Regions from separate parts of the Mus musculus genome. Here region 1 is linked to region 2. The links are chromatin contacts, called in public promoter capture Hi-C maps. All regions are on one chromosome and are shown on one strand. The core of a region is the stretch at or near the end of the contact, and the rest is flanking DNA. Distances in the headings are between cores, read along the strand shown.

Region 1 (6,977 bases), core at 1,591-4,090, 140 kb after region 2:
AGGCATTAGTATATCACACCAACTATAACGTTAATTACCCCCTAGCAGCTCTGACGTGTGCTTCTGTTTAGGGAGGAGACTTGGGTGAGGTTCCCCCCCCCCCTTTCGGCATATCGATGCAGTTCCAGATCTGCCCAGTAGATGGAAGCAAACTCTCAGGGCAGAAGTTGTTCTACCTCCTTTGAAGAGAAGCTATTCCTGTTTGTGATCTGGCTGTCTGGAATTGGTAAGGAGAAAACTGGCTGCATTTCAGGCTGCTTCCCAAGGCTCTTCCCCCAGCCCCGCCCCCCAGCATCAAGCTAATGATACCGGGACGTGTGTGTGTGTGTGTGTGTGTGTGTGTGTGTGTGTGTGTGTGGTGTTTTCTTTTTCTTCTTTTTTTTTTCCATTTTTTATTAGGTAAAATTTACATTTCCAATGCTATACCAAAAGTCCCCCATACCCGCCCACCCCCACTCCCCTACCCACCCACTCCCCCTTTTTGGCCCTGGCGTTCCCCTGTACTGGGGCATATAAAGTTTGCATGTCCAATGGGCCTCTCTTTCCAGTGATGGCCGACTAGGCCATCTTTTGATACATATGCAGCTAGAGTCAAGAGCTCTGGGGTACTGGTTAGTTCATAATGTTGTTCCATCTATAGGGTTGCAGATCCCTTTAGCTCCTTGGCTACTTTCTCTAGCTCCTCCATTGGGAGCCCTGTGATCCATCCATTAGCTGACTGTGGGCATCCACTTCTGTGTTCACTAGGCCCCGGCATAGTCTCACAAGAGACAGCTACATCTGGGTCCTTTCGATAAAATCTTGCTAGTGTATGCAATGGTGTCAGCGTTTGGATGCTGATTATGGGGTGGATCCCTGGATATGGCAGTCTCTACATGGTCCATCCTTTCATCTCAGCTCCAAACTTTGTCTCTGTAACTCCTTCCATGGGTGTTTTGTTCCCAATTCTAAGGAGGGGCATAGAGTGTGTGTGGTGTTTTCGAGACAGGGTTTCTCTGTATAGCCCTGGCAGTCCTGGAACTCACTTTGTAGACCAGGCTGGCCTCGAACTCAGAAATCCGCCTGCCTCTGCCTCCAGAGTGCTGGGATTAAAGGTGTGTGCCACCACGCCCAGCTGATACCGGGACATTTTTATTATTGGTATAGACACAGCAGCATGGATGTGACAAGTAGCTAGAGAGATGGCTCAGCATTTGTGTTCTTTCCAGGATCAGAGTTCAAGTTAGACACCCATGTCAGATAACTCAACTGTCTGTGACTCTAGTTTCAGGGGACCTCTTCTTGCTTCCTCAGACATCTGCACATATACACACACTCACACAGAGACATAACATAAAAATCAAACCTTGGGCCAGCGAGGTGTTTGAGCAGTTAAGAGCACTGGCTGCTCTTCCAGAGCTAGTGAGTTCAATTCCCAGCAATTACAGGGTGGCTCACAACCATCTGTAATGGGATCTGATGCCCTCTTGTGGTATGTCTGAAGACAGCTACATTGTACGCATAAAATCAATCTTTAAAAAAAAAAACAAAAATAAAATAAAACCTTAAAAAATAAATACGATACTTTATATTTACAGGGAAGGGAAAGGAATTAGAGATAAAGTCAATGAGATGAAGCGTATGAGGACGAGGATGAATTAATGAAAATACAGGTAGATTACATTTGATTCATGTGGTAAGGTTTTTGCATAGTTATACTCCTTTACTGAACCTCTCTTCTTTGTGTCTTACAGTCTGTCATCTACTACAGAGGCAGGATAGGTCTGAAGATGTTAGGGAGGAAAACTTAAGCCTACAAGGCATGCAGATTTCCCATTCAGCTTACTGAGAGTGTGTCAGCCGGGCTTCACTTCCTTCCAGAGCAGCCTCCTGAATGCCCTCTTTACTTCCTTGTTCCTTAGGGTATATATGAGAGGGTTAAGAGAAGGAGTTCCCACAGCATAGAAGAGACCAAAGAACTTGCCCCTCTCTCGAGCATAAGGATTCTTGGGCTGCAGATAAACAGCGATGACTGAGCTGTAGAAGAGAGTGACCACAATGAGGTGGGAAGAGCAGGTCCCAAAAGCTTTCCTGCGCCCCTTTGCAGAGCTTATCCTCAGCACTGCCCTGGCAATGGCACCATAAGAGACAAGGATGAGGCTCAGAGGTACAACCAAGATGAAGACACTGGCAATAGCCATTTGTATCTCATTATAGGTGGTGTCCCCACAGGACAGTCGAATCAAAGCAGGGACCTCACACACAAAGTCGTCAACCTGATGGTGGGGACAGAAGGGCAGGCGCAGAGTGGATGGCGTCTGAACTACTGACTCCACTAGGCCAATCGTCCAGGCCACAGCTGCCAGCTGGCAACACAGGCGAGGGTGGATGATGGTGGCATAGTGCAGGGGCTGGCACACAGCCACATAGCGGTCAAAGGCCATCACTGCTAGCAGGATGCACTCCGTCGTCCCCAGAGATAAGAAGATGAAGAGCTGGACAAAGCATCCCAGGAAGCTGATGGTCTTTTCGGGGCCCCAGAGGTTGAACAGCATCTGGGGGACACAGGTTGTGGTGAAGCAGAGGTCCAAGAAGGAGAGGTTAGAGAGGAAGAAGTACATTGGAGAGTGGAGCCTGGGATCCAGGGTGGACAGCAGGAGGATTAGTGTGTTTCCTAGGAGGGTGAGGAGGTAGGAGCACAAGACAACGACGAAGAGAACCTTTTCCAGTTGTGGGTGTTCAGAGAAGCCCAGCAGGAGGAAGCCCACGGGGGAGCTCTGGTTGACCATGGTCTCTGTATCTAGTTGGAGGGATGAGACTGTCAGCTTAGTGTGGTACAAAGGACCTGGTGAAAACTCACCCTGACTACTTCTCAGGACACACAAGGTAGACTGATGTTTCTCAGGCTCCCTTCTCCAGGCCCGTCACCTAAGGACTTTTCTTCCATTCTTCCTCCTGGTCAGATAGAGTCCACTAGCTGAGAGGAAACCAGGAGTGTGGTGGAGAACAGGTGGCTCCTCACACTGGGTTCCTGGGCAAAGGAGACTGATGTCAATAGCAGCAAAGCACTCTTTGCTTTCTTTGTGCAGTTTTCAGTGTGTTACCGTAGTGGCACCCAACTCATTCACGCACCAACTTCTGTTCTTACTAACTTTCTGTTTCTAATTTGCTTGTTCTCTTGGCAATTAACTCCTTCCTTTTCTCTGCCTCATTCTGAATATCTTTATGTGTTTCAAATACCTGTTTCTTTGCCCTTTTCTCTCTTTTGAGCTTTTCCATTTGGTATAATTTCTCCTAGTTTGTGTCATCCTGTTTTTCTTTTCTTTTCTTCTTGTCTTGTCTTTTCTTCCTCCCTCCCCCCTCTCTCTCTCTTTCTTTCTTTTTTTTTTTTGAGACAAGTTTTCTTTGTGTAGCCCTGACTATCCTGTAACTCACTCTGTAGGCCAGATTAACCTCATACCCAGAGATCTGCCTGCCTCTGTCCTGAGTGCTGGGATTAGAGGTGTGTGCCACCACTGTCTGCCTGTCTTTCTGACATTTATTGGCCTGTACATTTTTTTCCCTCTGAAGCTCTAAGGTGTAAACATTGTACTATGAGACAGGGCAGGGGTTGGTCATCTGAAGAAGTCAATGATGGTCTGGTAATCACTTTCTCCTTTTTATATTGAGATTTTACATCTGCAAAGTATTTTCCTTGGGCCAATTGTGATAGATATCTATCTGAACACCTGGTTTCTACAAATAGCTCTGCAATGATCATCCCAATTTTATCAATGATCAAACTGTATCAGGGTAAATAACATGTTTCAGGCACCTGTCCAACAGATATTAGGATGAAGATTCCAGAGATAATTTCTCGGGCCTGGTGTTCAGAGAAATGCAGAAAGAGGGGAACTGTGGCTGACCATGCTCTGCTCCTGTTCAGAACTTGAAGGAATGAAACCACATGGCTGGTATAGGTGTTAGAAATTCACCCTGTTTAGGTCAGGCATTGTGGCAGCCTTTCATGCCTTTCATGGCAGCCCTCAGGAGGTGGAGGAAGAAGGGTGATGAGTTTGAGGACAGCATGGGCCACACAGTGATTCCTTATTTCAAGAGCAAAAATGGACTCAGCAGTTAAAAGTGCTTGGTGCGAGCCAGAGTTCAGTTCTCAACACCCATGTCAAGCAGTTCACAAGCAGTTCACAAGCAGTTCACAATAGCCTATGGATCCAGCTTCAGGAAATTCAATATCCTTTTCTGGCCTCTGCAAGCACTGACACACACATGTACACATGAATACACACACGCACACATACACACACACACTAAATGAAATCTTATTCTTTGTTTCTTTGTGTTTTTTTTTCAAAGCAACCTTCTCCAATAGCAAAGAAACAAACAAAAATCTCTGGTTTCATTCGCCTTCCATCCTGAGGCTTGGTTGGTAAGTACACATCTGATATTTCACAGATGAGAAATATTTTACGTACCTTCAACGACAGAATATCCTCTTCCTCTTTGGCCAGCAATAATAGTCTGTCACCAAACTCTCAACAGGTGCTTTGTTCCCAACATGGACACCAAGAAGAAAACTGAATATAAGATTCCTCATCTCTGAATGGGTGCCTAGATATCTAGTATTAGTAAGAATTGATAATGGTTCCTACTGGGCACTTTTCTAAGTACAAGTATGTGCAATGAGCTATATCTAGTGCATAGTAGTACCTGTTAGTAAATAAATGTTAGCTAGCCTCTTCCTTGCTAGGAGTATTTCCACTGTGTAAATTCAGCAAATACTATAAACTAAGGCTAACCAAGCTGGTTGTTAAACATCTGTTTACACACATCATTATCCTTTACAACTCTGCATATCTGTATCTTCTTAACACGAGAAGTTGAAGCAAAGAAAGTTGAAATCAATAAGATAAATGAGTATATTTGTAAGCAATCAGAGTTGTGTAAACAACTATAATCCACTCTCTTTTATATAGCACAAATGAAGTCAAGGTAGGGCAGAGTCATCTCTTCCATTAAGGTTTATACAAAGAGCTTACCCCCTCAGTACATGGAAAAGTTACTATCTGTTAGTGGTCCTGGTGGTGGAAAGCCTGACATGGTATTTTGTGGAGAGTGAATCCCAGAATTCCTTTCCTGTGGAGAAACAGCTCATTAATTCAGCTGAGACCCAAGGGTTCCACAGCCCATAGACAGTTAATTAGCTTGTAATTATGGTAAAGGGGCATGGGATTCTGGAGGAAGCATGCCAGCAATAGTCCCCACTGGAGTAGGTCAATAGTTCACCCACTACCTTTCTCTCAATAAGATAGTATTTGGAATAACCAATGTCACATCTGCTCTTCTTCACCCACCATCCAGACATCTTCTTAGTTCTTTCATATATCCATATAGGACTATACCATTAACACTTCTCAAATTCTTCCCTTTCTGCTTAATTCCTTTGAAATATTCTATATTGTAATAATAATACAGATGTTCAAATCCTAGGTTTGTAGATCTCTTGAGATATTTGTCTACCCCTCATCTGATGAATCATAATGAGAACATAGGTTCCACTAGCCCAGTTCAAATGGTTATGCTCTGACTGTGTATATTTGGTAGTTGGCAGAATCCTACATTGGTTCTTTGGTATGTTGAGTGACAGCCATAGCAGTGGTAAACATGCAAATCTACACTCTCTCCACAGAGGCAGAACAGTGTTGTAATCCAGAAGATTATCACAGTGTAAAATGATAAGCAGGATGTAAAGGATGGTTGACCCCATTACTTCAGCCATGTGATTCTAATCATCTCCTAACCCAGAGGTATCTTAGAAATGATGGAATTCCACAAAGGAAACTAAGGAATAGCCACAGCTATAGTGGTGATGCCCAGGTTTCATGAGTCTGGGTCTGCATCACCGTCTTTCTGCATTCAGTCTTGCATGCACTAAATCGACTTCTTTTCTTTCCTTTTCCTTTTCCTTTTTCCTTTTTTCCTTTTTCCCTTTTTCCTTTTTCCTTTTTCCTTTTTCCTCTTTCCTTTCCTTTCCTTTCCTTTCCTTTCCTTTCCTTTCCTTTCCTTTCCTTTCCTTTCCTTTCCTTCCTTTCTTTCTTTTCTTTTCTCCTCCTCCTCTTCTTCCTCCTCCTCTTCCTCCTCCTCCTCCTTCTTTTTTTAAAAAAGATTTATTTATTTATTATATGTAAGTACACTGTAGTTGTCTTCAGACGCACCAGATGAGGGCGTCAGATCTCATTACAGATGGTTGTAAGTCCCCATGTGGTTGCTGGGATTTGAACTCTGGACCTTCAGAAGAGCAGTCAGTGCTCTTTAAGCACTGAGCCATCTCTCCAGTCCAAATAGACTCTTTTCAAGCGCTATCATGAAAAAGGACCAGACTCAGTTTAGATTTAAAGGTGTGTATGTAAGTTAACACAACAGTTTTTCTTCTAGTTCCTGTCAGAACTCTTTCATAACTGTGTTTCAATGGGACATGGACAGTATCCTTTCCTTCAGGCAAATAAGCCTGCAATAGAGAATGTATTGATTTCTGTACTTTAACTTAACCTTCTTCCTTCAATCTGTCCTTCTGTCTGCCCTTCTCCCTCCTTTCCACTCACCTTCACTTCTTGTTTTTTACAGAGTCTCCTTATGTATCCAAAGATGACCTGAAACTGTCAAGTCTTTCTAATGCTGATATTAAAGGTGTACACAGACTACTTGTCTGTAGTGTAGAGTGGCCAATTTTAAACTATAAATATGGTGGGGTTACGGTGGAACACATCTTAGGCAGAGACAGGTGGATCTCTTTGAGTTCAAGGTCAGAGTGGTCTACTTAGGAAGTTCCACGATATCCAAGGCTACATAGTGGGTCTCTCTCTCTTTTGGTTTTTTGAGACAGGGTTTCTCTGTGTAGCCCTGGCTGTTCTGGAACTCACTCTGTAGACCAGGCTGGCCTTGAACTCAGAAATCCACCTGCCTCTGCCTCCCAAGTTCTGGGATTAAAGGCATGCACCACC
Region 2 (7,023 bases), core at 23-2,522:
TGTTCATCTGTCCCTCAACAACCTCCTGATGCACAATGTTATGAGACTACTGAGATATGTTTGTAATGCCTGTACTGTATGAGTGTATCTATCTATAGGCTTGTGCGTACTGGAGTGGGACACCAATGAGCATGGTACACATGCAACAGTGTTTGTGGTCACATATGGGGACAAACAGAGCTTTTTCAGAATTTCCTAAATGTATCCAGGCAGAAAGGCTAGGAAAAGAGAAAGGGGAGCTAGGAAGAGGAGAGAACAGGAAGAAAGAGAGGAGAGAAGGAAGAGATGGTGATAGAGGTGGGGTGGGGAGTAACAAGGAAAGATCAGAAATGAAGGCAGAAGGGAGCTCCCAGGATCTGTCACTTAAACAAATGGGTAAGTTGATTCCCTTGATGATCTGGGTCTCTGGGCCTCTGAGATCAGTTGAAATGAGTAATTGTCAGGTACAAAGTAAAGGTGAACAAGAAAGCTGAAAATAAAAACACAAAGGAAAAGCATAGAGAAAATGGAAACGAGAGAGAGAGAGAGAGAGAGAGAGAGAGAGAGAGAGAGAGAGAGAGAGAGAGGATGCAGAGCCTGAAGTTGAGAGGCAAGAGTGTGTAGGCGCCTGCTTCCAGCTCTTCTCCAGAAGCTTGCGTGTCCCCAGACCTTAATAGGCAAGGCAGGAAGATGGAAGGCAGAGAGGCGCCAGGAGTGACAACCACACGCCAACACTCAGAGGCCTGCCAAAGCCACACAGTCCAGGACCCAAGCTTCCGGGCCCCCAACCCCCAGATGTAGGTGTGCCAGCCACCTGGGATGACTCATGCCCTGGCAATGTGAGCACGCATGCCAAGAGCGAGCCTGGGCATCCTGCCCACCAAAAGCACACCGCAGGCCAAGGGGGGAGACTCACGCTCTTCAGGGACTCACTCACGGGGGCTACCAAACCCAACAGTGCTACCTTGCCCACAGCGCATGCCCTGGTGCTCACCTCCTAGGTTCTAGAACCTAGGTGTCTCAGTCTTCACACCCTGCTGCCCCAAACCCTACTAGGGAAGCGGGAGAACCAGATGAGGCATTACGCAAGGTCTGCTGTTTACCTCCTGCACCGGGCCTCCTCCCTCCCTATAAAACCTGACGTGGTGAGGAGACGCTCTGAGTCCGATCTGGGTAACCGAGGCAGCCCGGGAGAGGGGTAGATAGGAGGTGCGAAGTGAATGAGGGAGGCGCAGCGAGGGGCGTCAAGTCAGCACGCAGCGGGCGTGGTCCGCCACTTGCGAGCTCGGGGGCGGCTGAGGACTAGGGTGCGTCGGGACCCCTGCTTTCCATGGAGGCTCCCGAGCTGGGCCCGGGGTTGGTGGAGCGTCTGGAGCAGCTGGCGACATGTCCGCTGTGCGGGGGCCCCTTCGAGGACCCAGTCCTGCTGGCGTGCGAACACAGCTTCTGCCGTGCGTGCTTGGCGCGCTGCTGGGGGGCCCCGGCGGCGTCCGGCTCGGAGGCGGCGCCCCCTTCCTGCCCGTGCTGTGGCCAGCCATGCCCCAGACGCAGCCTGAGGTCCAACGTGCGACTGGCAGTGGAGGTGCGCATCAGCCGTGGGCTGCGTGAGAAACTGGCGGAGCCCGGAGCCCGGGCCGGGAGACGACGCGGTGGCCGCATCCCCACCATGGGTTGCCTGGATCCCCACGGAGAGGTAAGGCGCCTTCTCCGGTTCTGGTTGTTGGTGAAGAAGAGGTTTGTGGGTGTCCTAGCAAAGGTGGGAGCCATGCTTTTCGCTCTGAAGCCCTAATGGAAATATAGGTGGCAGACAGCTTGGCACCAGAAAGCGGAGGCAGGAGGATTGCTCAAGTTCAGTTTGATAGACATAGCGAGTTCCAGTACAGAAATGGCTACATCGAAAAGATAAAGGAATTTTAAATAAGAATTTTAAGAAAGGGAGGAAGCGGGGAGGGAGGGAGAAAGACTGGCCAAGTCTTGAGTGAGTAGTTTGAGAAAGGGAGGTAGGACAGGCTGGAAGAAATTGACTCGGTCAGGGGAGGAGGAGGCTGGAGGGAAGAGGCAGAAAGAAACAGGCTAGTGGCAGTTAGAAGGCTGAGCCCCCTAGAGATCTCAGAAGCCTCCTGGAGAGCCGGGGTGGGAGCCAGAAAGGGGAATGGGGTGCAGACACCCGGATTAGGGAAAGGAGCAGCCCAGGGAGGGTGGTGATAGGACCCAATAAACAGAATCACTGGAGCCAAGGTTGACACTGGGTGCAGAAAAAGCAGAAATGGAGGGATGGGAAATTAGGAGTCTAATGCGAGTGTGAGTGTGTGTGTGTGTGTGTGTGTGTGTGTGTGTGTGTATGTGTGTGTGTGTGTGTGTGTGTCAAATCAAAGTGCCTCAAGTGAGGCAGGGGTTCCCCTAACAAGCCATAGCCGAACTGTGGGTTGTTATTGTTCTCAGCTCCTCCCAGATCCCCAGGCACGGGCGGAAACAGGTGGAAGCTAGGTCGGGGTGAACAGCTGGCAGGCCTCTTGCTAGTCTCCACGTTGCAGCCATAAAGTTTTCCACTAGGCCCTCCCTGAGCCCCTTAGACATCAACCACTCCTATTCCTTTACAGTACCTCAAAACCATCCATCTGGCTTTTTTACCCCTTAGCAGCCCTCCCGCCCTGGGTCTGGCTTCCGCCCTTTGAAGGCTTCACAGACCTAATTAGTCTAGGTGTAATTGCCATCCTCTCTTCTTCCTGCCACACTGGCCTTCCCAGCCATCCTCTCTGGAATCAGAAAAGAGGGATGAAGGAAACCCAGTGTTTGGAGGGTGAGAGAATCTAGCGCCCTCTTCAGGCTTCCATGGCTCCCTACAAAATCTGTAGGGTCTCTTAGGACACTTCTGAGATCAGGGGCCTGAGGGTACAGAGACATAATAAAACCAAAGAGCCCAATAAACGCCACTGAGCTTTTAAGACAAAAAGGAGAGCAGCTTTATTGTTAGGCTTTTATATAACAACTCTTAGCTCAAGGAATATGGGTGTGTGTCCCTTTTGTGGTGACGGGGTGGACATATATCTGGAAGACATGCTGGTAACTAAAGAAGGAGAGCATACTAAAAGAGAGCGTGGGCCTGGGAAGATTAAACAAGAGGTAAGAAGTAGTTGTGTTGAGGCTGTGGAAGGATGGAGAAGGCATATAACAGTCTGGATGAAGCTAGGAACCTGAGGAGAAAGTGATTTTGGAGTAGGCAGAAGTAAAGGACATGAAAGAAGAAGGGAGAACTGAAGAGAAAAATGGAGCAGAGCGGGCAGGGTGTTTGGGGTGGGGTGGGGAGATGGTTTTAAAAGGTGGGAAGGTATCAAGCAGTCAGAGCTCACCTGAGGCGGAGGGGAAGATGTCCCACAGTGTGAACTCACACCTATGTTTTCTTCTGCCCGTACCAGGATATGAGGAAGACATGGAGACGGTGAGTTCCATTTTTGTTTGTTTCTTCCTTCCCACTACCTACAGCCATAGCCATGACCTTCCCTCCAGACCCCTCTCTTTACCTCCACTTAGCAACGGGCTTTCTAGAGTGTAGCCTCACCTGTTTCTGTGACAAGTGAGTGGGTTAGGATCATCAGAAGCAGCATCAAAAAGACAGGGATGCCAATAACTTCCTTCGTCTCTCCAGATTCGATGTCCCAGCACCCAAGCCATCTAACTCAGAGGAGGATCTCCCTGAAGATTACCCCGTGGTCAAAAACATGCTTCACAGGCTGACAGGTGAAGAGGGGAGGGAGCGGATCATAAGCTATGCTCTGTTTGCTCCCTCTTCGCTCTAGAAAATGCTCAAGTCCACTTTGGTATCAGTTTTGACTTCCTACAGCTGAAATAATGAAGTGTCACAAATAGGTGGCTTGAACAACCACCATTCGCACTTCAAAGTCTAGAGATAGAAGTCTGAGGGCTAAGGAGAAATCTGTTCCATGCTCTCTCCTGGCTCTGGAAACCTCAATACTTCCTTGGTCCACAGATGGTCTCACCTGGGCTTCCTTCTAGGTACCTGTCTCTGTGTGCAAGTGTCTCCACTCTCTTTTAAGATAGAAATCATCCTGCATCAGGGCCTACTGTAATAATCTCATTTTTTAACCTGATTACCTTTGTGAAAATCCTCCCCTCAAACACACGCGCGCGCACACACACACACACGCATAAGGTAAATTCAGAAAATTGGGGAACAAAACTGACACCCCACCCCCTTTAAAGAGTCTCTTTCTATGTATCCCAGGCTGGCATGGACCTCTAGTCCCTGTCTTTGCCTCTAATGTGCTGAGGCTATGCATATGTAACTCCACAGCTGGACAGGAGGCACAATGTAACCCAGAACAATATCCTTAATTCCTCAGATCTCAGCCACGTTCCCTCACGTTTTTTATGTACCCCCAGACAGTACAAGATCCCTGCTTCCACCTCCTCCCATTCTTGGAAAGGGGGTCAAGACTCCAGCACCTCCTCTACCCCTTCTGTGCTCATTCCCAAGGTAGCTCTCGAGATGTTCCATTCCTTAGTCACCCCTCCATCTCACTTAATACAAATTCCTTCTAGCTCCTAATCCAGAAGCATTTCCTTAAAGCGCCCCATACCTGCAAGGCCAGCGACTCTTTCTGGTCCCTTAGGCAATTTCTGTATCTCCTCTGACCACACCTCCTATAGAAATGGGCCTGGCCTGGAAGGTAAATGGGCTGGTTTTACTAGATACCTTGGATTCCTCCCTTTGCCCTTCCTTTAAATCACTCTAGTTCCTATCTGGTATCAGTCTCTCTCAGGTATCAGTCTCTCTCAGTAAGTAGTCTTGCTGACCTGGCTCCCGTACCCAACCCAGATTCAAGGTTTTTGCTTTGTGTTGTTGTTGACACAGGGTCTTACTATGTAGTCCTAAGGGGCCTGGAACTTGCTATACAAGCTGGCCTCGAACTCACAGAGTTTTGCCCTCTTTGCTTCCCAAGTGCTGGGATTAAAGCCACCACACTTGCAGATTCAAGTATTAGTCATCATTCTCCCTATAAGTCCCATCCGCCACTCTTCCACCAACACCACACACCAGCCTCCCCTCAGGTCTCCATGCTGGGTTCCTTGACCAGCATAGTCTTTGTCCAAGTCCAGTTCCACAAAAGTGGTGGATCAGAGCACAAAGCGGCTCTGTGCCTTAGTGTCTTCCCATCCTGGTCGCCCTGGTCGCTAGGGGAACTGCGAGAGGACTCAAGCACCTCTGCTCTTCTTCACCCTTCTCTCTAGACTTAAAAAACGTACCATGTGTTGTTCCCCCTCTCCCCTCTTCTGCAGCTGACCTGACGCTCGACCCTCGCACAGCACACCGTGATCTGCTCATCTCCTCTGACTACCGCGGCGTGAGTCTGGCTCCACCCGGAACGCCTGCGCCGCTGGACAGCCCCGCGCGCTTTGATCAGCTCCCGGCGGTGCTGGGTGCGCAGGGCTTCGCGTCAGGCCGCCACTGCTGGGAGGTGGAGACCGCGGAAGGCGCGTCCTTCAGAGACTCTACAGCTCAGGATGAGAACGCGGGAGAGAGCTGCTACGCCGTGGGCGCTGCCGGGGAGTCCGTGACCCGCAAGGGCCTCATCAAGCTGTGCCCATCGGAGGCTATATGGGCCGTGGAGGGCCGCGGCGGCCGCTTGTGGGCGCTCACGGCTCCAGAGCCCACCCTGCTAGGTGGTGCCAGGCCCCCGCCGCAGCGCATTCGCGTGGACTTGGACTGGGAGCGGGGTCGTGTGGCCTTCTATGACGGCCGCTCATTGGACTTGCTCTTCGCCTTCCAGGCGCCGGGCCCGCTCGGGGAGCGTGTCTTCCCCCTGCTCTGCACTTGTGACCCGCGTACCCCGCTGCGTATCTTGCCTGGAGAAGCCTGAGCCTCAGGTCTCTAGCTCCTACCCTACCGCAGTAGTCCAGATGGCCTCGAGGCTACTTCTGTCCCTTGCACAAATCCCCACCTGTTTCAGTGACCTTGTCTGTAACACCTATCGGAACAGGAGTATTAATAAGCACCCTTTGTCCACTCACATTCTCCCAAATCAAAACCTCAACTGGCTTGTACATTCGTGCCTTTAAGCCAGTCTAGTCCCGAGTCTCCATGACCTAAGACCTTTTTCTTGAGTCCTCTTTCCGTACCATTCTAGGCCAGGCTAGAGAAAGAGGCTCTGTTTGTACCACCAGTGTTGGGAAACAGTCCTAATTTACCTCCAATCCCAAAAGGCTCAGGGCATGATGCACAGCAGGAAGTCTGCAGCTTCCTGCTCATGTCCACTCTGAGGATTCTCAGAGGAAAAAAAAAAGTCTTCCTAAGACATTTAACTCATAACCTAAGCCGCGCAGCTCAAACCTGAAGCCTAGAACATAAATTCTAGGATATGTATGCAAGCCAGTCTATACTCAACCTTTCATTTATGACTGTTTCCTCTGCTCGTGGCCTTTTCCCATTGAACACCCTCTTGGAACTTTATCTTGCACATAAAAGAACTAATGGTGCTACCTCCTTCCTCAACCCGGGAGCAACTCAGGCACCCCAAACATTCTGTATAGTCTCCCATCCTTCCCTTGTGTATAAATGGGCCTGTATTTAACACACTGTGCAATGTTGGGTTATTTATTTTGTGCATCTGTGGCAATAAATGAGATCTAAGTGGTGCCATGGGTTTTGCTGATTTCTGTACTGTGCACAGCCAGAGGCCTGGAGGGCAGTACCCAGATCCTAGCACCAGCCGGGGAGGGCTGAGAGAGCAAGACACCTGGGTTGGCAGACACCAAAGCCTAGGCAGGAAAGGGTAGGAGCATACTGCAGGGGCCTGTCCCCTCATCTCTTTGCTTTCTCCCTCTTTCCTTTTAGGGACCCAGGCCCCTAGGACACCAATGCTGAAGCTCAAAGATTAAAGGCTGAGAAAATCATTGGCTCTAAGTCAGTGGTCTCAGCCAGCTTTGTCAGAAATGTTATATTCAGGACATGGCTATTTTTTTTTTTTTTTTGGTTCCACTTTCCATTAGGTGTGAATGACAAAGACCTCTCCTAACTCCTTTGGA

Evidence for each region. Capture Hi-C pulls out chosen DNA fragments and counts their contacts.
Region 1: a contact with region 2 is called in a promoter capture Hi-C map of pancreatic islet. The contact joins the promoter of Olfr90 here to the promoter of Rnf39 in region 2. A contact is called at or near these places in 14 of 39 promoter capture datasets (the 3T3-L1 cell line, the HPC-7 cell line, cranial neural crest and 7 more), 1 of 15 datasets of contacts at CTCF or cohesin (the NIH/3T3 cell line), 2 of 484 Hi-C or Micro-C datasets (both in embryonic stem cells), 17 of 115 datasets of contacts at active chromatin or transcription factors (embryonic fibroblasts, embryonic forebrain, embryonic hindbrain and 8 more) and 3 of 9 other capture datasets (adipose tissue, liver and pancreatic islet).

Annotation. Positions count from the first base shown.
Region 1 is chr17:37,083,396-37,090,372 of GRCm38.p6, forward strand. It overlaps Olfr90 (olfactory receptor 90), which reads right to left and starts at 2,841. Exons shown (of 1, transcript NM_146477.2): 1 at 1,796-2,841. The coding sequence starts at 2,768. The coding sequence ends at 1,836. It overlaps Gm41579 (a long non-coding RNA gene), which reads left to right and starts at 4,331. Exons shown (of 3, transcript XR_876797.2): 1 at 4,331-4,405; 2 at 5,666-5,783.
Region 2 is chr17:36,941,779-36,948,801 of GRCm38.p6, forward strand. It overlaps Rnf39 (ring finger protein 39), which reads left to right and starts at 1,273. Exons shown (of 4, transcript NM_001099632.1): 1 at 1,273-1,672; 2 at 3,396-3,418; 3 at 3,626-3,717; 4 at 5,278-6,208. The coding sequence starts at 1,310. The coding sequence ends at 5,858. Ppp1r11 (protein phosphatase 1, regulatory inhibitor subunit 11) reads right to left here. Exons shown (of 3, transcript NM_029632.3): 3 at 6,577-7,023. Gm33595 (a long non-coding RNA gene) reads right to left here and starts at 5,304. Exons shown (of 2, transcript XR_385575.3): 1 at 4,578-5,304; 2 at 2,919-3,382.